Linked DNA regions of Mus musculus: all the other regions are linked to region 5. A link is a contact called in public HiCAR-type, HiChIP or PLAC-seq and promoter capture Hi-C data. All regions are on one chromosome and are shown on one strand. Each heading gives the region's core, a stretch centred on a gene start, on an enhancer-like site or on the middle of the called end of the contact. The rest is flanking DNA. Distances are from core to core; before and after follow the strand shown. Region 1 overlaps Golph3 (golgi phosphoprotein 3). Region 2 overlaps Ttc23l (tetratricopeptide repeat domain 23-like). Region 3 has its middle 41 kb from the start of Gm52210. Region 4 overlaps Mtmr12 (myotubularin related protein 12). Region 5 holds the start of Tars (threonyl-tRNA synthetase). Region 6 holds the start of Ttc23l (tetratricopeptide repeat domain 23-like). Region 7 overlaps Pdzd2 (PDZ domain containing 2).

Region 1 (2,700 bases), core at 94-2,593, 950 kb before region 5:
GAGGTGGCCAGAAGAAGGGGCGATTCATATATAATTCAAACTATATACAGCATTAGTGGAATGCAGCCCATCCCAAACTGGCTTTGTGAAACAATTGGACCATTATGATTGAACAGCTAAAATTATAACAACTGTAATCACACAACAGATTTACAAAGGAAGCAAAAATTCAAGGGGCATTTTATATTATGTATTTACTGTGCTGTTTCAATTGAAAAATAATTTTGCTAAGTATACATCTCAACTGAGGTTTGTGTATAAAACGTCCTAATAGATACAGATGTTTGCCTTTGGTGAGTTGAAGGCCTGGCTGTGACTTGTCTGAACTGCAGGCAGAAGGCCAGGTGAATAAGCACATGTGGGAGACTCAAGCTGAGGTAATAGAACGCTGTGCATGAGGTGGGGGCTGGAGGTACTCTGAAGGTCACAGTACACCAGAAACCCAAAACAGGAACAGTGAGAGTGGCAACAGGGGGTAGGGTGCCAATATGGCGAGAAGGTTGGTTACAAACAGAAAGAGGAAGGCCTCTCGTACCAGCAGAATCCTGCGTACATACAAAAAGAAATATCCACCCACCATTTTGTAGAACAAAAGCCAATTATTAGTGTGGGAAAGTACAAACTGCAGAAAACCAGAGTCAATAGAAGAAAAACTACTGGTTCACATGAGAAAAAGGAAACATTGAATTCTGACAGTTACTTGGTAAACGCAGCTACCACAGCCCAGAGAACTTCGTTGGTGTTGGCCTTCAGACACTCCACTTCTGGGTCTAAGTCAAGGAGCTGCCGTACTCTCTTGGTGGCTAGATCATACTGCTCGTCCAGAAGAGGAGCAAACGCATTTTCCAAAACATCCGAGGCATGGGCTAGGTAAATGAGGGCCAGCAAGCGCTTGTCCATTCGGTGAGGGTCATTTACCCATTTGTCAAGAACAGCTTCTTGTACCTTCTTGATGAGACGCTGCTTAATGTTGTTATTGGTGAGAGGATGTGTCGTCATGTCAAACAGGAGGAAGTTCTGTTTCTCTGTCGTCAGTACACCCTTTTCTACCAGGTTTTTAGCTAATCGTTCCCGTACGTTTCTTAATTGATAATGCAATTTTAATGGATTCCACGTCTCACCTAAATAAAAACATTCCAAAAGTTAGGAATGGTGGGTATTATTTGCTAAATTACAACAGCAACAAATTGTACACACACAGTCTTAGATAAGCAACAGAACTTTTATTCTTGCCCCTTCCACACTAGATCATGGAGTCCAGACATTTGGGGAACATCTAGGCAGCCCACACATTCTCAGACACAGCAGTCACTCAAAAGTCTAAACTGAAAGTAATCTTCAAGCCACAGTCACCCTTGATCTACAAGGGAAATGAAGCTCTGGCTGCTGTCAAGAAGCACTCAGTAAAGCAGAATGTGGAGGGGCAAACGTGCACCAGGTAGAGAGGCAGGAGGCGCTCAAGTGTGGAAGCACACGGCCTACATGGTAAAAGACTGTTGTTCTACAGTATAAAAACATCACAAGGCTCCAGGTCCAATAGTCAATACTAAAAAATAAAATAAAATAAAATAAAATAAAATAAATAAAAAATAAAAAATAAAACCCCTTTACACTATAAAAGCAGAAAAGTCAAGTCCCTACAAATACCAATCTTCAACAGACAGAAGGAAAACATGGCTCTGATTATAAGCTAATCCTGAAACTGCCACAAAGACAGAGTATATAGCAAAATTTGTGTGGATTAATAAAACATTTTCACATTTTTTTGTTCTGTTTTGAAGACAGGGTTTCTCTACGTAGCCCTTTCTGTCCAGGAAATCATCAGCTACCAGGCTGGCCTAGAACCCAGACTCTGCCTGCCTCCCAGGGGCAGAGGAGTAAAGGTTGTACACCACTGTCCAGCATTATTTTCACAGTTCTTAAGTTTGGCATCTATAAACACTTCTTTTTGAGACAAAAATTTAATTAAACTAAGCATTTTCCATTAAAATCATTTATTTTCCTTTAAAAAATTAGTATCAGATAGTAGTATCAATAACTTTAGTATCTTTCAGATTATATGTAACAAGTTTAATTGTATTTCCAAATAATCACCAATGACAACTCTATTTGCAATTTAGGGGAAAAAAAAAAAAAACCAAAGTACTTTTCTAAACTAGAGCATGTTGAAAATTAACCACAAGCACCTTTAGTCAGTGTAAAGACTCTTAAGGCTGACGTTTTGGAACACTTAAGAGAATCAACCTTAAGCAGAATTACTGAATCCAGTAACATGGAGCAATATAAATTTAAAAATGTACTAAAATTTTCAGCTCCTCAGTTTTACAAGCTACATTTTAAGTATTATTTTAAGTATTAATTTCTCACTAGATAGCACAGAACACTGCTATTATCCAGGAAGAGCTAGTGGTCTGTGGCACCCTGGAATATGTTACTGTTCAGACGGCCACAGAAACAATTTTACTTGCATCATCAACAGTAAAGAATATCCTTGACAGGAGCTCAGTGCGTTGAGAGTACATGATGCTCATGCAGAGGACCAGAGTTCAATTCCCAGTACCCACATCAGGTGCCTCCTAGCCACCTACAACTCCAATTTCCAAGGGGAAGCAATGCCCACTGGCCTTTGCAGGCACAAGGTGCACATACATTCACTCAGGAGCCTCAAAGACATAAAATAAAAACAAAGACTATCGTAGA
Region 2 (2,700 bases), core at 69-2,568, 890 kb after region 5:
ATTCACAACTCAAGACTCCAACTCTCAGATCTCTTTCATACTTAATGTCCTTAGCCTGCAGTTATGCAACACTATAATAACCACGCTTCCCTCTCATCTCTGCATTAATTAATGAGAACATATATAGTTGTTGGGTTCAGGAAAGCCTTAAATCTTAAATGTTCACTTATTGTCAACATCATAATAACATGTCAATAATGATAGTGATTCTTTTTCTGAAAGGTAGACATAATGAACTGTAATGTTTAAACGAGTCATATATATGGCCATATTAGTGTTTTCTATTAAGAATAAGGTAAGGAATATTCCCACTTTACACTTGGGCAACACATGAACCTGAGTAAACCATTTGTCCTTTTTGAGTAAGTGACTGCTCGGCGCGCAGCTAAAGGAGACATCCACACATGCTCCCTTTTTCCCAGGGCTTAGGAACCATTGTAGAAGAGGGAGCAGAAAGACTGTAAGGGGCAGGGATGGTTGGATGACTACAGGGCAACCGTGTCCTCTGTCTACAGCAGCTGTACATATGAATTAGGACAGCATGCATGATCTGTACAAATTAAAGACATACATGTAAAATTACGTAGCCATTAGCAGGACTCTAATGCTTTAAAAAATGGAGAATGCAAAGTTAGCCAGGTGGGTAAGACGAGAGGTGGATTAGGAGGAGAAGGGGTAAGAGATAAGATGGCCAAAACATCATGTATACTCCAAGAGTTAATAAAATGTATCTCTAACTTTCCAAAAGGAAGAATGCAAGATAAATGGAGTGAATATGTTTTCTCAGTAGCCTCAAGGTGACCAGTGCCGTGAAACGAGGAGAAACTAGGGGACATTTGTGGAAGCCAATGCAGACGCCAGGCAGTCTGTTTCTTTACATGCTTGAACTTAAGCTGATGAGATTTCAGGTTCCTACTCTTTCACTATGTAAAGAACCTGGCTTTGAAGGGTTTCCATCCGCATATAGAGAGGCCTCTTCAGCAGGCTGTACTCCAGAACCCATTTTACATGTGGAGACACTGAAAACTGAGTTTCTAGCATTAATTTGTCCAGGAAGAGGCAAGGCTGCTGGGATTTTACTGTAAGTCTCTAATTGCTCTCTTTCTGCTAAGACAATGAGATATAGACCTAGCTAGAGCCCATATAAGGGGAAAAGAAGAGTCTTTTGAAGTCCTCTGCTGTAGTAGATATTGCGTCAATAAACGTTTTTCTTTCTGTGAAACAAGCCCGTATCTCATTTCCCAAGAACTGCTGAGCAAAGCCATGGGGCAGTTGCCAAAGCCCAGATGGCCAAAAGCAGGGCAGGAGTTGCTCTCTCGGCTTCAGCATCGCACTGGAACAATCAGTCCCAGATGTCCTGGGACCCCGCTCGTGTCCCAGTGTGCTCTCGTGTGCTTTGTGACACCTCCTTCCGGGAACTCAGTGAAATCCACACTGGACTGCCATAGCCAGCAGCCTGAAGTCGTGTCCTATGGAGGCTCTGCAAAGAAGTCAGAGCAGAACGGGCTGCTTGGGGCAGGAGTTAATTCCAGAGCAAAACAACAGTTGCAAGGGCACCGCTTAAGATCTCAGTGGTTAGAAAAGACAGAGAGAACTTCTGATTTGTAAATAAACTTGGAAGTTGTTAAGTTTCTACCTGAGTCACAGATGCACTTCAGGTTAATCGTTCGTAGGTCAAGCTCCTAAAGAACAAGAAATACTCAATGTGTCCAAGAGACGTTCCTTTTGGAGAAAATATACACAGAACCAGTTTGAAACTACTCTGTAGTATGTTTTAATAGAATTATAAATAAAAAACGATAGGGAATACGTTGTGAAGCCAAAACTGTGAGTGTAAACGGCATGCAGGAAGGGTAGGGTATCTTCAAACATAGATAGATGACTGAAACCACAGATAGAAAAGAAGCCAGAGTGGGTGTTCCTCGGTAAGCACTGTTGTGAAGAAACTGCTGTCGTGAGTTGTTACACTTTAAGGTTCATAGATAATAGCAAGCTGTGGATAAACTTGAGGTGAAATATTTGGGCCATACCATGGGGTTTTCATAAACTATACTACGTGTTCAGACTTATACAGAAGGCAGCTATGGAAGAACTTCGAACAGGATATGATAACAGTTATCAGCTTTCAGACATGAACTTCAATAGCAATGGATGTGAAAGACAAGTAGGGAGAAGTAAGGAGCACACTGGCAGGCAGATCCAATAGCCTAAGAGAAGGATGCTGAGACCCCTAAGTACCTAAGCTATAAGAAAGGAATGTATTGACGATATATTGAGAAACATTCTGCCATCTGAGTTGAAACCAATTAGATGTGAAGTATGTCAGTGGCAAGACTCAAGTTGGCTTTGAAGTCCCCGGCCTGAAAACGAGATAAATATGTAATGGGCAGTGCTGGCAGAGGAGACCATCCTGGAGGAGAGATACATAAGACTTAGGGAGATAATGATTTCCACGTTGCCTGTGCTGTGTTTGAGGTACTCCCTGTACACCCATTTGGCAATATCTAGTAAGCTGTTGGCTGTTTGGAGCAAGGACTCAGGAGAAATATTCCTTCCGAAGCCCATGAGAAGGATAAAACAATCTACAGAATGTGTGTATATGAAACAATGAGACTTGGAAAGAGTTTTGGAGATAATTCATGCTTATTTGGGAGAGATTATAGCCTGATTTAGTAGCTGAGTACTGGGGTACAAATGTAG
Region 3 (2,700 bases), core at 123-2,622, 880 kb before region 5:
GAAACTGGAGCTACAGATCGTTGTGAGCCACCGTGCCGGGATCTAAATCCAGCTCCCCTGCAAAAGCAGGGCGCGCTCTGGCTTGCTGAACCGTCTTCCCAGTCGCTCAATTGTGTATTTTTAAAAACACTTACTTATTTTACACATAGTGTTCTGCCTGCATGTCAGAAGAGGGCACCAGATTTCATTATAGATGGTTGTGAGCCACCGTGTGGTTGCTGGGATTTGAACTCAGGACCTCTGGAAGAGCAGTCAGTGCTCTCAACCTCTGAGCCATCTCTCCAGGCCCATTTGTGTACTTTTTATTGTCTGCTTTCTTTTTGCTCTCTTGGCTCTCTGTTCTTTCAGTGTTCCTCAGGACTGCTACATAAAGACATTACTTGTACCCATATTCCTGTATCAGAGTCAGCTTCGGATAGGACCAAACTAAGACATACAGATCTTAAACAATCTGCTAGGCAACAGCCACAGCAGCCAGAAGGCCACAGAGTAGGACTCTGATGCAACTCTGTCTTAGTTACAGTTACTATTGCTGTGATGACACACCATGACCAAAAGCAAACTGGGGAGGAAAGGGTTTGTTTGGCTTACACTTCCACAGCACTGTTGATCACTGAAAGGAAGTCAGGACAGGAACTCAAACAGGACTGGACCTGGAGACCATGGAGGGATGCTGCTTACTGGCTTGCTCCTCATGGCTTGTTCAGTCTACTTTCTTATAGAACCCAGGACCACCATCCCAGGGATGGAATCACCCACAATGGGCTGGGCTCGCCTCATCAATCACCAATTAAGAAAATGCCCGGCAGGCTTGCTTCTAGCCTGATCTTACAGAAGCTCCCTCCTGTTAGATAACTACTTTGTGTCAAGTTGACATAAAACTAGCCAGGACAGACTCTCTGAGATGAAAGGAGCCCTGCAGCCATAACTATGACAGAATGTCTAGTAACTGTAATCATACATGCACTCCTTGTATATTTTATAGCATGTCACAAACTGACCTAAGTTAGGGCAATGGTTAACCTTGATCGTCAGCCTGACTAGACTGAGAAGTGTCTGTGAGTCAGACACACTTCTACTTTGTGTCTAAGGGCTGTTTCCAGACATGATTTACCAAGGAGAGAAAATCTTAAAATTAGTGCCATCACACAGGCAAGGGTCCAAGTGGAATTCAAGGGGGAAAAAGAGAAAGGCCGAGAGAGCAGACATTCACTCACACCCTCCTTCTGGCTCCCTCCCTCTCCTCTTAACCCATCCTGACCATAGGTGAACAGCCAGTCTTCTGCTTTTGTGGAGCAGTTTCTTCTGAGTTAAACATTCCACTCTGGAGGAAGGAAGCTTCTTAAAGCTCAAGAAGGGGAAGCACAAACCCTTCGGCAAACCTCTATCTCCAAAAATATTTACACTATGATTCATAACAGTGGCCAATTACACTTATGAGCTAGCAACAAAAATAACTTTATGGTTGTGGGTCACCACACCTGTGTGATCGCAACATTAGGAAGGCTGAGAACCAACTGTAAAGGAATATTTCTTTAAAAAAAAAAGATTTTATTTATATGATGAGTACCCTGTAGCTGTCTTCACACACACCAGAAGAACAGGGCATCAGATTCTATTACAGATGGTTGTGAGCCACCATGTGGTTGCTGGGATTTGAACTCAGGACCTTTAGAAGAGCAGTCAGTGCTCTTCCAAACCACTGAGCCATCTCTCCAGCCCCTATGTGGTTGTTTCTTAAGACTGAGGAAAAACAACTCAGGAAGTTCCTGAAATTGACTGGGGAAAAACAACTCAGGAAGTTCCTGAAATTGACTAATCCACAAAGCCCCTCCATCCCTAAGGTTAAATAAGTAGTAAGCAGCCTGGAAGACCTCTCTCTCTCTCTCTCTCTCTCTCTCTCTCTCTCTTTCTCTCTCCCCCCCTCCCTCCCTCCCTTCCTCCCTCCCTCCCTCCCTCTCTGAGGGAAAATAACTTTTCCCAACATAATATTTTTATTACGTATTTGGGAATTTTGCATAATGTTCCCTGATCATGTTCGCTTCCCATTCTTCCCACCTTTGTGCACTCCTCCCACACACACACACACCAAAAACAAGCAAAACCTATAAATCCAATTTGTGTTGCCCATATAGTCATTGGAACATGGTCAAACTCCCAGGGGCCAGCCCCTTAAAGAACATTGAAGACTCATACCTCTTGAGCTTCCTACAAATAATTCAGTGATCTCCAGGTTGCTCATGTGGGGTGGACGGACTTTGGCTTCCAGCACTTTTGAGTTGTCCCTGTTTCTGTAATGCCTCACCCCCACTCCATACTAACCCCAATAAACTCATTGGTTCACCAAGTTTCACTTTGAATGTATTGCTACTTTAGTCTCTCACTAGTCTCCATAAGGGGAAACTATATGCTCCATATTTACCACCTTTGATGTGTACACTCAGAACACAGGCGAAAGGCTACTTTACATTCCCAAAGCCTCACCTCTAACATAGTCAAGAACAAGAAAGGCTAAGCCCTGCTTCTGCATTTCTGCTTCGTTCAGTCCTTGGGAAAACAATTATTTACAGAACCATCTTAAAAGACAGATCCTCTGCAGAAACTTTCCGTTGCAAGTCAACCTCACTTCCACAGAGTTACTTCTGGTAGAGTAACCCTGGCTGAGACTTGTATACGTTATACGGATTTGTAACACAGGGT
Region 4 (2,700 bases), core at 125-2,624, 850 kb before region 5:
CAAAGAGCTTGATTTCTTCAAGAAAAAGTGTGAGTCTACACTTAAAAATCCATCAAGAAATGGCAAAAATGCTACTCAATCTTTATTAACAATAAATTTAAAAAAAGAATTCTTATAAAAGCGAGTCAAGAATTGGGGGTGTACTCCTATAACTCTAGCAATTAAGTAGCCAGCCTGGGTACAGGGTGAAACCCTGTCTCAAAACAGACACACACAGAGACACACACACAAGCAAAACAACTTCCCTCCACTCCAAGGCAAACCAAATCCTGGGGAATTTGAAATACTAATTAGATATCAAAGAAGCAGTGTGAACAGGCATAACACAGGTCTGCAATCCTAGGACTTGGGAGGTAGAGGTAGGTAGATCTCTATGAGGTCAGTCTGGTCCTCATAGAAAATTCCAGGACACATGCTACAAAGGAAGACCCTGTCTCAACAAACAAAAAGTAGTAGTGTGAATTTGAAAAGTATGATGTTTTCATGCTATGCTTATTAAAAACAATGCAGTCCTTTGTTCTTTGTAATATACACTGAACATAAATGAAATGAGCTTTGAAATTCTTTTCCCAACAGTGCAGAGGGTGAACAAGCGGGTGGATGTATAGAGAAGACAGGGTTAGCTCTGACTTCGTCATTGTCATGCCCAAGCAATGGGTAAAACGAGCTTTGCCATACATGTTTTTGCTATAATGCTTCAAAATTTGTATTAAAGAAACCTCAAGGATACTTTTAGCAATTTATTTTTCTATGTATGTGCAGGTCTGTGTAATTATATGCCGCGTGTGTTTGGGTGCTGGTGGCACAGATTCCCTGGGGCTGGAGTGACAGGCAGTTGTTAGCCAGCCAGACACAGGCGTAGGACACTAAACTGGGGTCCTCTAGAAGAGCAGGAAGTGCTCATAGCTCCCAAGTCATCTCTCCACACCCCCCCCCCCACAGACAATTGTAAAAGAAGAAAGATCATGAGACCTTGACATACACCCAGGCCTGTGAAGCACTGGCTGTGGCTAAGGTCCTCCAGTCACTAACAGCGTTGTGACCTTGACTTCTGAAATACTGAGCTACTGCATTTTCTTACATACTTGCCTGAGCACGTGGACAGTAAGCTACGGTTTCTTTAGGGAGTCACTAAAGTAAAAACATTTCAATAGATCAATAACCTTTAAACTCAAAATGCCCATTAAAAGCACAGGGAAGGATTAGACAATTATCAAAATCCAGGCTTGTCCCCATGACTACAAATCAGAAGCTCAAAGCTCTGCAGGAGCACAGGGGATTAAGTTCTGCTCTGCAATGTCATGCTATGAGGGCATAGCAGACTGGCTCAGCCCCACCTACTCAGTGACGCCTGCATTCCTGACAAGCTCTGTGGGGACTGAGATATCTCTGGGAAGCACTGACTGAATGGTGCCATCACCAGAGGAGTTCTCAGTGCCCCCCTTAATACACATGCCATAAAGCTGCAGTGGGCCCCTGGTCCTAAAAAGGTTTGCATGCCTTTCCCGTCCAGTAAGACTGAATATTCTACAGTGTCACCTTTCTAGTTAATTCCATTATACAAACCTGTTCACACAAACCCATTTAACACGTCAGACCGACCGTCTAGCAGATTAGCCTCTGTTCATGAACACTGAGCACCACACCAGGCGCAGGGTGGAGGGTGAGCTCACCTGTCCCGATTAGCTCTGGCAGATCCCGGGCAGTCCCCAGAGACTATGAGCAATTACTTCTTCCTCTTCAAAACAGTCCCTTTAGAAGCAGGCTGAGTTCTGAGGCAAGAGCCTGTCTCAGGGCAGCTTCATTATGGAAGCTGGGCAATCCACTCAGGCACAGCTGTAATCTGGGAAGGGTAGCCCAGGACAGAGCTACATCACGCTGTGTCAGCACTAGTTCATGGGTCCCTCTGTAAAGCACACATCCCACAGGGCCACACACCTTCTTTTATCTCCACAGAGTACAATGACATAAAGATTTAGGAATAAATTCCAAAAGAGAAGTAGTTGGCCTGTGGCACCGTACAGCCAGTTCTGACGATGGTACAGTTTCTCCTTCTAACCCACCCTGTTCATGTTTCAGGTTGAATCAAAACTGATATACTGAAGAAACCTGAGACACTCAAATGTAAAAAGTGCTATAAACCTACAGTACTTTATGAAGCTGTCAGCACAGTAGGAAGCTCTGCTCCCAGTGATAAGATTCAAGTTTCTAAAAACAGACCAGCAGAGTCATCCTAAAAATGTGGGCCAGATCACTCCCTCCTCTGCTCAAACTCCCCCCAGTGTTCTCACAATCAGAAAGAATAAATTCCCCAGGAAGCATCCAACTATCCCTTCCCTCGTCCTCTACTCCCCCCTTCTCCCCGCTGATGAAGGGCACCTGGCTGTTCTACCTACCAGGCTTCCCTCTCTCCCCTTCTCTCAGCTCTGAACAAAGGGCACTTACCCTGGCTGTCCTGACTTGCTATGTAGACCAGGCTCACTCAAACTCAGAGATTCACCCGTCTCTACCTCCCAAGTGCTGGGATTAAAAGCATGTGTCATTAAGCCCAGCTGTGTGTGCTGATCTTCCAAAGGACCGGAGTTCACTTCACAGCCCTCTCACAGATGCCCATAACTCCAGCCCATGGGCTCTGTGATGACTCATCATGGCTGTCAACGTGACTATATCTGAAATCAACTAAAACACAAGCTCTGGGCA
Region 5 (2,700 bases), core at 126-2,625:
CTATAAGTTCCCTCTCCCTACTGTCGGGCATTTCATCTAAGGTCCCTCCCTTTGATTCCTGGGAGTCTCTTATACCCACAACAAGGTTGGTGATAGTGATACCTTCAACATTTTTTTTCAGGATTGTTTTAGCCATCGTGATTTTGTGGTGTGTGTGTGTGTGTGTGTGTGTGTGTGTGTATCTAAAACTTAACATTCTACGTTCTGTAAAGAATTGTGTTGGAAGTTTGGTGGCAATTGCTTTGACTTTGTAGATTGCCTGTGGTAGAATGGTAGAATGGCCATTTTTACTGTATTTATCTATGAACATGGGGGGATTTTTATGTTTTCTGAAATTTTCTCAATTTCTTTCTTCATTGTCTTAAAGTTTTTCTTGTACAATCTTTCACTTGTCTTGTTTGAGTTACTCCAAGATAGTTCATGTTTTTTGAGGCCGTTGTGAAATGTATTGTTTCCCTGGACAATATGTTCCTTGGAAATGGGAACCTGCTCCTTGAAGAGTCACCCAGGAGGCATTTGTCACATTCAAGTGGATCTCAGCGAGTTCCAGGACAGCCGGGCTATACATACAGTGAGACCCTGTCTCAATTCTACTCGGCTGGTGTGTGTGTGTGTGTGTAGGTTGGTGGTGGTGTGGACATTGGGTGGACATGGTTGCAAACGCCTGTAATCCTCTAATTTGGGTGGCTATTGCAGAAGGCTCCCAGATTAGCCAGATCTAAATTGCAAGTTCGAGGCTATCCCTGGCTGCACAGTGAAGCAAAGAAAAAACACAGAACAACCCAAAAACTGGCAGCTGCTATTAGGATAAGCAGGCCAACTAGAACTTTCTGCTAAGCATTTTGCTTAAGTAGTAAAAATCTAATCTCGAGCTCCCGTGATATCAATGACTTTTGTGTGGAGTTTATTCCTTCAAGTAAAAAGTTAATTTTATCTCTGTGCCGTCTATGGGAAAACTCCGTGAGACACTGAGAAAGCTTTGATCAATGGCGCTTGTCCCTCAAACAGCAAATCGGTCCTATTCTCATGAGGAAGGCTGAGTCATCGCTTCAGATTATCAGCCAACGTTCCAGGTAGAGCGCATCTGAGATAAACCAGAGCGCCAGAGACCATATCCAGCAATTCCGGGAAACTCAGTCCAAGCAGCTCAAGTTCACTACGGTGGCCGCTAAGGCCATGCAAGCTACAGTCAGAAGGGGAAGAGTGCGCTTGCGCGCCTCACTACACAGTCTGGAACTAATGGGATTTCTTGAAGGGTTCGTCATTCTCGGCTATTCTATTGGCCAAGGAAAGGGAGGACCCGCCTCTCCGCGTAGCCCATTGGCCTCGTGTCCAGGTAGGGCGGGGCCAGGAGTCCCGTTGCATCAGCTGGTTAGCTGGTTCCGCCTGTGGCCACGTGGCGCACGCGCAGTGCGGAATTGTAGGTCTACACCGCCGGCTTGGGGTCTTCTCTGCGGTGCAGCTCACGGGTTTTGTCTCTCTGTGGTCCTTCCATGTCGCAGGAGAAGGCTAGCAGCCCTTCGGGGAAGATGGACGGCGAGAAGCCGGTGAGCAGGCGCCGTGGGGTGCAGAGAGCGGATGTGTTCTGGGAGCCGGCACTGCCCGGCGGGGCAGGAGTGGAAAGTAGCAGGGAGCAGTCGGTATTGGGGGCCCTGGGTAATAAGTTAGGAACTCTTGCTGGCAGGGTCTGGGGGGTGGGGGGGCATCTTCATCCTAGAGATCTGTGAATTGAGACTGAGTGGTTTGCTCAGATAGTAAGCATTTGGGGCTTAGACTCCCGCGCTTGTATTTTTTCACTAAAATAAGCGGGAAGAACATTTGAAGAACTTTTTAAAATCCTAAACTGCGTGGAGCAAAAAGCTCTAGTTAGGAAGGAAAAGCCAGTCCCCGCGATCAGATCCAGTTTGCCCAAGATTGGGTGCTAAATAAGGCTGGATGCCCCCATTGACAGACTGTTTTGAAATTAAAGCCTCTGTCTGCCAGGTGCTGGAAGCGACCTAAATAACTTCACACACATCCCCTTTAAACTTTGCTTTGGGCTGTCACCCACTGGTTAGGAACAGCATTTGTACACTGGCGTGTTTTCTGCCCCACCCCTCTTTTACAGCCAACTGTGCCTGTGTCCCCTGTGTATTTATTTGCCCTGGCACTTAGTCAGGCAGTCCAGGTGGCTACACAAGTTAAGATCGATTCCTGACTTTGGGGGCTCCCCAAATGTGCAGGACTGGAAAATCGTACTTCTCTGATTAGCTTGGTTGAGTTATAGAGAAGCACAGTCAGACTGTTTTATTGGGTTTGGAAAAATGAGGTCAGGTAAATCAGGCAGGGCAGGGCTGTCCAGGTTCAGGGGATGAATTGTGCCCCGGCTGTACAGGGAGAGACGGGAGGGAAGTGCAGCGATTGAGGCTATCAGTATTCTCTACGTGCAGGAGTTTTGTAGGGAGGTGCTATGTATGTATTGTATTGTCAAAAAGTGACATGGCATGGGGGTTTAAGGAACATTGGAAAGGGGTGAGGCCATATGACAGATTGTCTAGGTAACCATTGCTGACGGTTGCTAGGGTCTTCATCAAGAGGAGTTTCCATCCTGATAGGGCAAATCACTAAAATGCTTGTGTATGCGCTTTAAGCTACAGATTTAAGGCGATGAATGACAGGTATACATGGATAGATTTTGTTCCTATTTCCTTATGTTTTTAA
Region 6 (2,700 bases), core at 158-2,657, 840 kb after region 5:
ACAGGGTTAAGATGGCGCGGAAAGAAAAAGAATCGGAGACTTGTAATGTTGAGACTTTAAGGTTGTGTGACTTTGCTTTGTAACTTTGCAGATGAAAGCAACTTGCTTCTTTTCTGTTCAGGGCTAGTTAAATGGAGGCAGACTCATCATCACCTTTAGGAAGGGGAATTTAGTGTCAATTCTGGTACCACACTAACAGTCACAATGATCGGCAAAAACAAGTATTTGGAATAAAGAAACTTTCCCTTCACAGGTTTAAGATTTTGACTTGATGGTGTCTGACTTTATTAAGGGAAATGAGTCTTAGATAATATAAAAATAGACTCTTCTTTTAAAATGTTAAATATCAGTCATGGGGTCACAAAAATCTTCATAGAATCCTAGAACCAAAGAAGCTTTAGAGAGCAAAGGGTACATGTACACTTATAGTGTAGTCAAAGCAACGGATACCCACTGGATGGGACCTACACCAAACCTAGGAGTCAAAACGGCAACCCTCCCATCCTGAAACCACGTTTATCACTCTGGCCATCATTTCATGCTGAAGCTTCTCTTAGAAACCAGAGAAAAAGACAGGCTGGGATCTTTCCAGACGTAGGCACTTTAGGGTACAGAGTTAACCCTTGATTGACAGACCATCAGCGTTTATCACATACGAAAGCAAACTCAGTTAAATCCTCCTGCCTCGAAAGGCTTTCTTGACATTCTAGAGTCAGTGATGAATTTCCACTCCAGATACGTAAGAACAAATGCAAAGCATACAAAATAACTGTGAATTGCTTTTCTCCACAGGCGTTCTTTTTAAAACAGGAGGGACTTACCTGCTCAGTTGTTAAGAGCCTAGTGCATAGTATGATTCATTATATCACTTTCAAATGTGTGCCACAGCGAGTGTGCTCTTGTGTGCTCTGTGACCTTGTGGTACAAACCTGCGTGTGGTGTTTGCCACATGTGCCTTTCTCCCTGAAATCTTAACCATTGGACATGTATTGGCCCATTCCTGAATCTCCCTGTACTGTTTTCTTCAACAAGCGTGACTCTAACCCTTACCCAAGGAGGTAACACTGACCGTGACCCTAGAACACCTGGAGAATGAACGTTGCTTCAGGAAAGGGGAGGACTGGCTAGCCAATCATTGCTGAAAACTCGCATAGACATGGCAGTTTTAAAACCATCAGGCCCCTGAAGCCTGCAGCTCCTTCCTTTCTTCCACGGGATCTTCCTTCATCTTCAAGAAATAATGTCCTTGTGCGACAAGGCACTGCAAGACCACTCAGCAGCAGTAAGGATGAACGCCAGGGTTTGCCTTGGCTGGCCGAAAGTGCCTCCTTTTGGTGCTCCCTGCATCAACCTTAAGGCAGTGTTCCATTCCCATGGCAACGCATTGTCTCCAGATCCAGAAGCCCAGCTTCAGCGAGACTCCTCATGGCCCGGGCACCCGCACAGGCCCGAGGTAGCAGAGGTCTGAACTGCCTGGCCCGGTGAGCAGGCTGGGAAGGTGTTTCTGTGTCAGTGAGCCAGAAGAGCTCACCAGCTTCTGGAGCAGGGGCCCAGAACGCAGGCAGGGAAGATGGTAGCCGAGCTCCAGGGGCGTCCACAGTTAGGAAGCAACAATAGAAATGCCAGGGATGAGCATCGAGAGATTTGTCCTAGAGGGGGGCCAAGTGTGGTGTCCTAGTCCATCCAGGATCCAGTGCAACTGCGTGGGAACTGTGTGTGGGGCTTTGAGAGTTCAGAATGTGAAAAAAGTAGGACTTAGAAAAGGGAAGTTAGCCCTTCTGTCCACCCCCTATCCCCACCCCACCCTTTTTCCCCCCCAAAGTTGGGTGTTCTGGAGCCTGGATCAAGGAAAGTTACCACAGTATTCTTCAGGGTACGACTTGGATGGTGTTATTAATCAGTAAGGTGTGCATTTAAGGGTTAGGGATAATATAGAGAAATACATTCCACAAATTATTAACCACATCCCGCATCTTCCCACGGGGTCACTTAGTCAACAGCTGACAGTAGCAGCCTAAGTAGTTTTAGCCTCTTAACTAGAACTTCCGATTAAATAGTGACATGACTCCTGGAAAAGAAATTTTTTATTTGGCTTTTCCTTAGCGCAGCCAAACAATATTTGGGTTGAATAGGTCGCCATAGTTTGGATGATCCAGTAGAGGTAAAAGGTGTGTGGTTTAAGAAATGCTTTTAAAAGAACTTTGGAGATGTAATCTAGAGTAGAAGTTAGGGAAACTAAATCTAACCCTGATAAGCACCTTCAGTTTTTCTTAGGAGTCTCTAAACATGGGTCTGCATAGTCCGTTTGTAGATTTATATTTAGCACTTTTAATTTAAAGTCAGTAGCATCCACCGGAGGGCAATTAGAACAGATGTCTAAGCCCTTTCCCCCAAAGCTTACCTCACACGTGACTCTTGGTAGGAAGATGCAAGCCAACCCCATCTGCATTCCAACTGTTAGCAATGACGCCGACTGGGACTTCTGCTTCCACCTGTAAGTACTGACAGTGCCTTGACAAGATGCAGCTCACTGGCCAGAAAGGGTAGGACTTCCCATTTTAAGGAAAGCCCAAGTCAAGAGCTCTGTGAGCACTTTCCACAGAAGAGAAAGGTCCACAGCTGGACTGTATGTTAATATTAAGCATCCAGTCAGGTTGACAACCTCTCAAAGAGGGACGAAAAAAATTTCTTTTCTAATTT
Region 7 (2,700 bases), core at 18-2,517, 980 kb before region 5:
ATACATGTGTGTGTGCATATGTGTGGGCATACATGTGTGTGCATATGTGTGGTGTGTGCATATGTGTATGTGCATGTTGATGTACATACATGTGGTATGTATACATGTGTGTATGTGTGTCTGCATATATGTGACGTGTGTGCGCTTGTGTGTTTGTGTGGCTATGTCACATGCCAAAGTCACAGGACAAGCTCCCATACGCAGTTTTCTCTGGGGGAATTGAACTCAGATTGAAGGCGTCTTTATCCACTGAGCCACCTTACCAGCTCCGGGATTGTCCTACAACTGTACAATTTGGAACTGTAGAATAGCCACTCCAGGCATGTTTTGTTGTTGTTGTTTTGTTGTTTTGTTTTTTAAGGCAAAGTTCATTTTATAGCCTATGCTGACCTAGACCTTGTGAGCTCCCTGCCTCAGGCAGACCTAGGTGCTTGAATCACAGGCACACTACCACACCTATCTTCTATCTACACACTGTTGACTACCAAAAATGCAGCCCCCGGAAGCAGTTCCTCGGTCTGTGATGAGTCCATTACCATGGTTTCTGCTCCAGCTTTCAAGTTCAGTTCACAAGCATTCGCTACCGAAGAAACGTTAAAGGAAACAGTTTTCATTAGAAACTTGACTTTACAGCGAAGTGTGTTAACTTAAAAGGGGTTCCGTTTGAGTCCCATGGGGTTCCATGAAGTTCAGGATGTCATCTTTCAAAATCGCCTTCGTTTGAAGCCAGAGCCCACGAGGGCTCATTCTGTGAATGATTCTCTGGATGTTCTCCTGGGATTCACATGGTCCTCAGAACTGAAGAACAGCCAAGGGACTACTTTATTTTATCACCAGAACCCATCTCCTCCTTATTTGAAACAATGCAGAAAACCCTCAATCTATCCACTCAAGGAATTATTGTAGACAGCCTAATTTTCCTGGTCCTGGGGTATTATACCTTGAGGAAGTGTTTATACAGGCAAGCTCTTCGGACCAGAGATTCATTTACCCTTCCAGCCCCAGAGCCAAAGAAAAGACATACACTCTGTTCCCAGGTACTTTCTGCCTATTCCGGCTCGATTCCAACCCAGTGCAGGTGTTTGTTTGTCCTCTCTGGACTTCCTTCCAGTAATAAGCCTTGGAGAAAGAAGCAACTAATAAATACCCGGGCCAGGAACTGATGATGTTTAATATGTATTAATTCATGTGCTACAGTTCATACATAAGTAACCTTTGAACATGTTGTGCTTGGCTATCACTGAGTTCTTACATGCAAGGAGCCAGAGAGGGTTGGAGTAATGGCGCTCTGGCGCCCTCTAGGGCTTTGGAGGTATAACTCCAGTGTTTGACCCACGTGTTAAATTACCTAACTCCTACAGTTTTTAGTGTCTTTGTCTTTCTGTGATGTTTTCATTCTCTCAGCTAAAAGGGCCAGCAGAGACCTTGACGTGGCATGGCCTTTCCTCCTCCTAGTTTCATCACAGATGGCTTAACTGCTTTCCAGTGTAAAGGAAAGATATTCTTCAAAATCTAACTTTTTTTTTTGAACACATAATTGATAAAAGAAAGAATTCTTTCTTATCCTTACAAAAACAAGTTTGCTTTTTGGGCCCCTGAGATGGCTCAGCAGGTAAAGGTGCTTGCTGCCAAGCCTGAAGACTTGAGTTCAATCCCTGGGACCCACATGGTAGGAGAGAACTGACTCCTACAGGGTGATCTCTGACCTCCATATATGTGCCATGGCACCATGTGCCCACACATATACACGCATAATATATAGATAGTAGGGCTGGAGAGATGGCTCAGCGGTTAAGAGCCCTGATGGCTCTTCCAGAGGTCATGAGTTCAAATCCCAGCAACCACGTGGTGGCTCACAACTGTCTGTAATGAGATCTGATGCCTCCTTCTGGTGTGTCTGAAGACAGCTACAGTATACTTATATATAATAAATAAATAAATCTTTTTAAAAATTATCTTTAAAAAGAAAAAATATATAGATACTAATTTTTTAAAATCCTGCGTCTTAGAAAAATGTCTACAAATGATACCAGGCTGGCAGCACGTGGGCATCATACACAGGTCAGGTCCAAGTCCAGTCTCTGATGAAGGCAGTGACTCCAGGCCAGTCACTCAAGACCCGATGGCCTGCCTCGTGGGCTCGACCTGAGGCCTCTGTGAGGCTTCCGTGTACTAGACATAGTAAAATGGTATGTGTTCTGTGTATGAGCCTAGGCGAGTCTCTTAAGAACAATCACGTATGAATATCTATGCCTAGCAAGTAGGCACTTGGTAGATATGTGTAGGCACACACAGTTTTCCTGAGATGGTTTTCAGAAATGAAGACTGATTCACCCTTGGATGCAGGAGCATGGCCACCTGATTATAGCTACGCTGCCGATGAGGGCTGACCTATAGCCCAGGCAGCTCTGACTTGTTCTCTTGGTCAGCCACTCTTAAAACCAGGAGTGACGGTGAAAGCCTCCAAGGACTCTTTAGAACTATGGTGAGAAAAACCCTAAAGAGGTGTGTGAGGGTAGCCACTGTTTGTCGATATTTGTAACGAACGCAGGGGTATAGAGTATAAAAATTAGATGGGTTTTGTGTGTTTGTGTGTGTGTGTGTGTGTGTATGACCGAACTGAGAAGGAAATTTTAAAGTTGCCAGAGCCCTCTGAGGAAACCAGTTGTTATTCTTTGTGTCCTGTTGGGCCTGTTGTAT

What was found. Promoter capture Hi-C pulls out the DNA fragments that hold promoters and counts their contacts. HiCAR-type assays count read pairs that join an accessible place to other places. HiChIP or PLAC-seq counts read pairs in DNA pulled down with a chosen protein or histone mark.
Region 1: a contact with region 5 is called in a HiCAR-type map of astrocytes, with 3 times the contacts expected there. The contact joins the enhancer-like site here to the promoter of Tars in region 5. A contact is called at or near these places in 2 of 39 promoter capture datasets (the C10 cell line and hippocampal neurons), 2 of 115 datasets of contacts at active chromatin or transcription factors (astrocytes and embryonic stem cells) and 1 of 9 other capture datasets (adipose tissue).
Region 2: a contact with region 5 is called in a promoter capture Hi-C map of cranial neural crest. The contact joins the enhancer-like site here to the promoter of Tars in region 5. A contact is called at or near these places in 3 of 39 promoter capture datasets (the 3T3-L1 cell line, the HPC-7 cell line and cranial neural crest), 1 of 15 datasets of contacts at CTCF or cohesin (stem cell-derived epiblast-like cells), 4 of 484 Hi-C or Micro-C datasets (embryonic stem cells, neural progenitor cells and palatal mesenchyme) and 6 of 115 datasets of contacts at active chromatin or transcription factors (bone marrow-derived macrophages, embryonic hindbrain, embryonic limb bud and 2 more).
Region 3: a promoter capture Hi-C map of the C10 cell line shows a contact between it and region 5, with 5 times the contacts expected there. The contact joins the enhancer-like site here to the promoter of Tars in region 5. A contact is called at or near these places in 7 of 39 promoter capture datasets (the 3T3-L1 cell line, the C10 cell line, cranial neural crest and 3 more), 4 of 484 Hi-C or Micro-C datasets (the N1E-115 cell line, cortical neurons, palatal mesenchyme and 1 more) and 4 of 115 datasets of contacts at active chromatin or transcription factors (astrocytes, embryonic stem cells, large pre-B cells and 1 more).
Region 4: a contact with region 5 is called in an H3K27ac HiChIP or PLAC-seq map of embryonic stem cells, with 2.7 times the contacts expected there. The contact joins the enhancer-like site here to the promoter of Tars in region 5. A contact is called at or near these places in 3 of 39 promoter capture datasets (the 3T3-L1 cell line and hippocampal neurons), 1 of 484 Hi-C or Micro-C datasets (nephron progenitors), 6 of 115 datasets of contacts at active chromatin or transcription factors (astrocytes, double positive thymocytes, embryonic forebrain and 3 more) and 1 of 9 other capture datasets (liver).
Region 6: a contact with region 5 is called in a promoter capture Hi-C map of embryonic stem cells, with 7 times the contacts expected there. The contact joins the promoter of Ttc23l here to the promoter of Tars in region 5. A contact is called at or near these places in 10 of 39 promoter capture datasets (the 3T3-L1 cell line, 3T3-L1-derived adipocytes, embryonic stem cells and 3 more), 2 of 115 datasets of contacts at active chromatin or transcription factors (bone marrow-derived macrophages and stem cell-derived neural progenitor cells) and 2 of 9 other capture datasets (embryonic stem cells and liver).
Region 7: a promoter capture Hi-C map of pre-B cells shows a contact between it and region 5, with 3 times the contacts expected there. The contact joins the enhancer-like site here to the promoter of Tars in region 5. A contact is called at or near these places in 4 of 39 promoter capture datasets (the 3T3-L1 cell line, the C10 cell line, liver and 1 more), 2 of 484 Hi-C or Micro-C datasets (CD4 T cells and liver), 3 of 115 datasets of contacts at active chromatin or transcription factors (astrocytes, double positive thymocytes and pancreatic cancer cells) and 2 of 9 other capture datasets (adipose tissue and liver).

The regions. Positions count from the first base shown.
Region 1 is chr15:12,347,789-12,350,488 of GRCm38.p6, reverse strand. It overlaps Golph3 (golgi phosphoprotein 3), which reads right to left. Exons shown (of 4, transcript NM_025673.2): 4 at 1-1,121. The coding sequence ends at 697. Among named protein-coding and RNA genes, the nearest start is that of Golph3, 28 kb to the right of the region's middle. Within about 2 kb of position 1,343, at least 13 of the 459 cell types and tissues checked have an H3K27ac peak or open chromatin away from gene starts, as enhancers often do.
Region 2 is chr15:10,504,924-10,507,623 of GRCm38.p6, reverse strand. All of the region lies in intron 11 of Ttc23l (tetratricopeptide repeat domain 23-like), which reads left to right. Among named protein-coding and RNA genes, the nearest start is that of Rad1, 20 kb to the right of the region's middle. Within about 2 kb of position 1,318, at least 19 of the 459 cell types and tissues checked have an H3K27ac peak or open chromatin away from gene starts, as enhancers often do.
Region 3 is chr15:12,277,828-12,280,527 of GRCm38.p6, reverse strand. No RefSeq gene overlaps it. Among named protein-coding and RNA genes, the nearest start is that of Gm52210, 41 kb to the left of the region's middle. Within about 2 kb of position 1,372, at least 6 of the 459 cell types and tissues checked have an H3K27ac peak or open chromatin away from gene starts, as enhancers often do. A contact at or near this core is called in pancreatic cancer cells, where this site is marked.
Region 4 is chr15:12,245,720-12,248,419 of GRCm38.p6, reverse strand. All of the region lies in intron 7 of Mtmr12 (myotubularin related protein 12), which reads right to left. Among named protein-coding and RNA genes, the nearest start is that of Mtmr12, 42 kb to the right of the region's middle. Within about 2 kb of position 1,374, at least 81 of the 459 cell types and tissues checked have an H3K27ac peak or open chromatin away from gene starts, as enhancers often do. A contact at or near this core is called in astrocytes, embryonic stem cells and hippocampal neurons, where this site is marked.
Region 5 is chr15:11,398,333-11,401,032 of GRCm38.p6, reverse strand. Tars (threonyl-tRNA synthetase) reads left to right here and starts at 1,375. Exons shown (of 19, transcript NM_033074.3): 1 at 1,375-1,547. The coding sequence starts at 1,494.
Region 6 is chr15:10,557,376-10,560,075 of GRCm38.p6, reverse strand. It overlaps Ttc23l (tetratricopeptide repeat domain 23-like), which reads left to right and starts at 1,407. Exons shown (of 13, transcript NM_001378877.1): 1 at 1,407-1,481; 2 at 2,423-2,494. The coding sequence starts at 1,426.
Region 7 is chr15:12,379,333-12,382,032 of GRCm38.p6, reverse strand. All of the region lies in intron 20 of Pdzd2 (PDZ domain containing 2), which reads left to right. Among named protein-coding and RNA genes, the nearest start is that of Golph3, 59 kb to the right of the region's middle. Within about 2 kb of position 1,267, at least 9 of the 459 cell types and tissues checked have an H3K27ac peak or open chromatin away from gene starts, as enhancers often do. A contact at or near this core is called in pre-B cells, where this site is marked.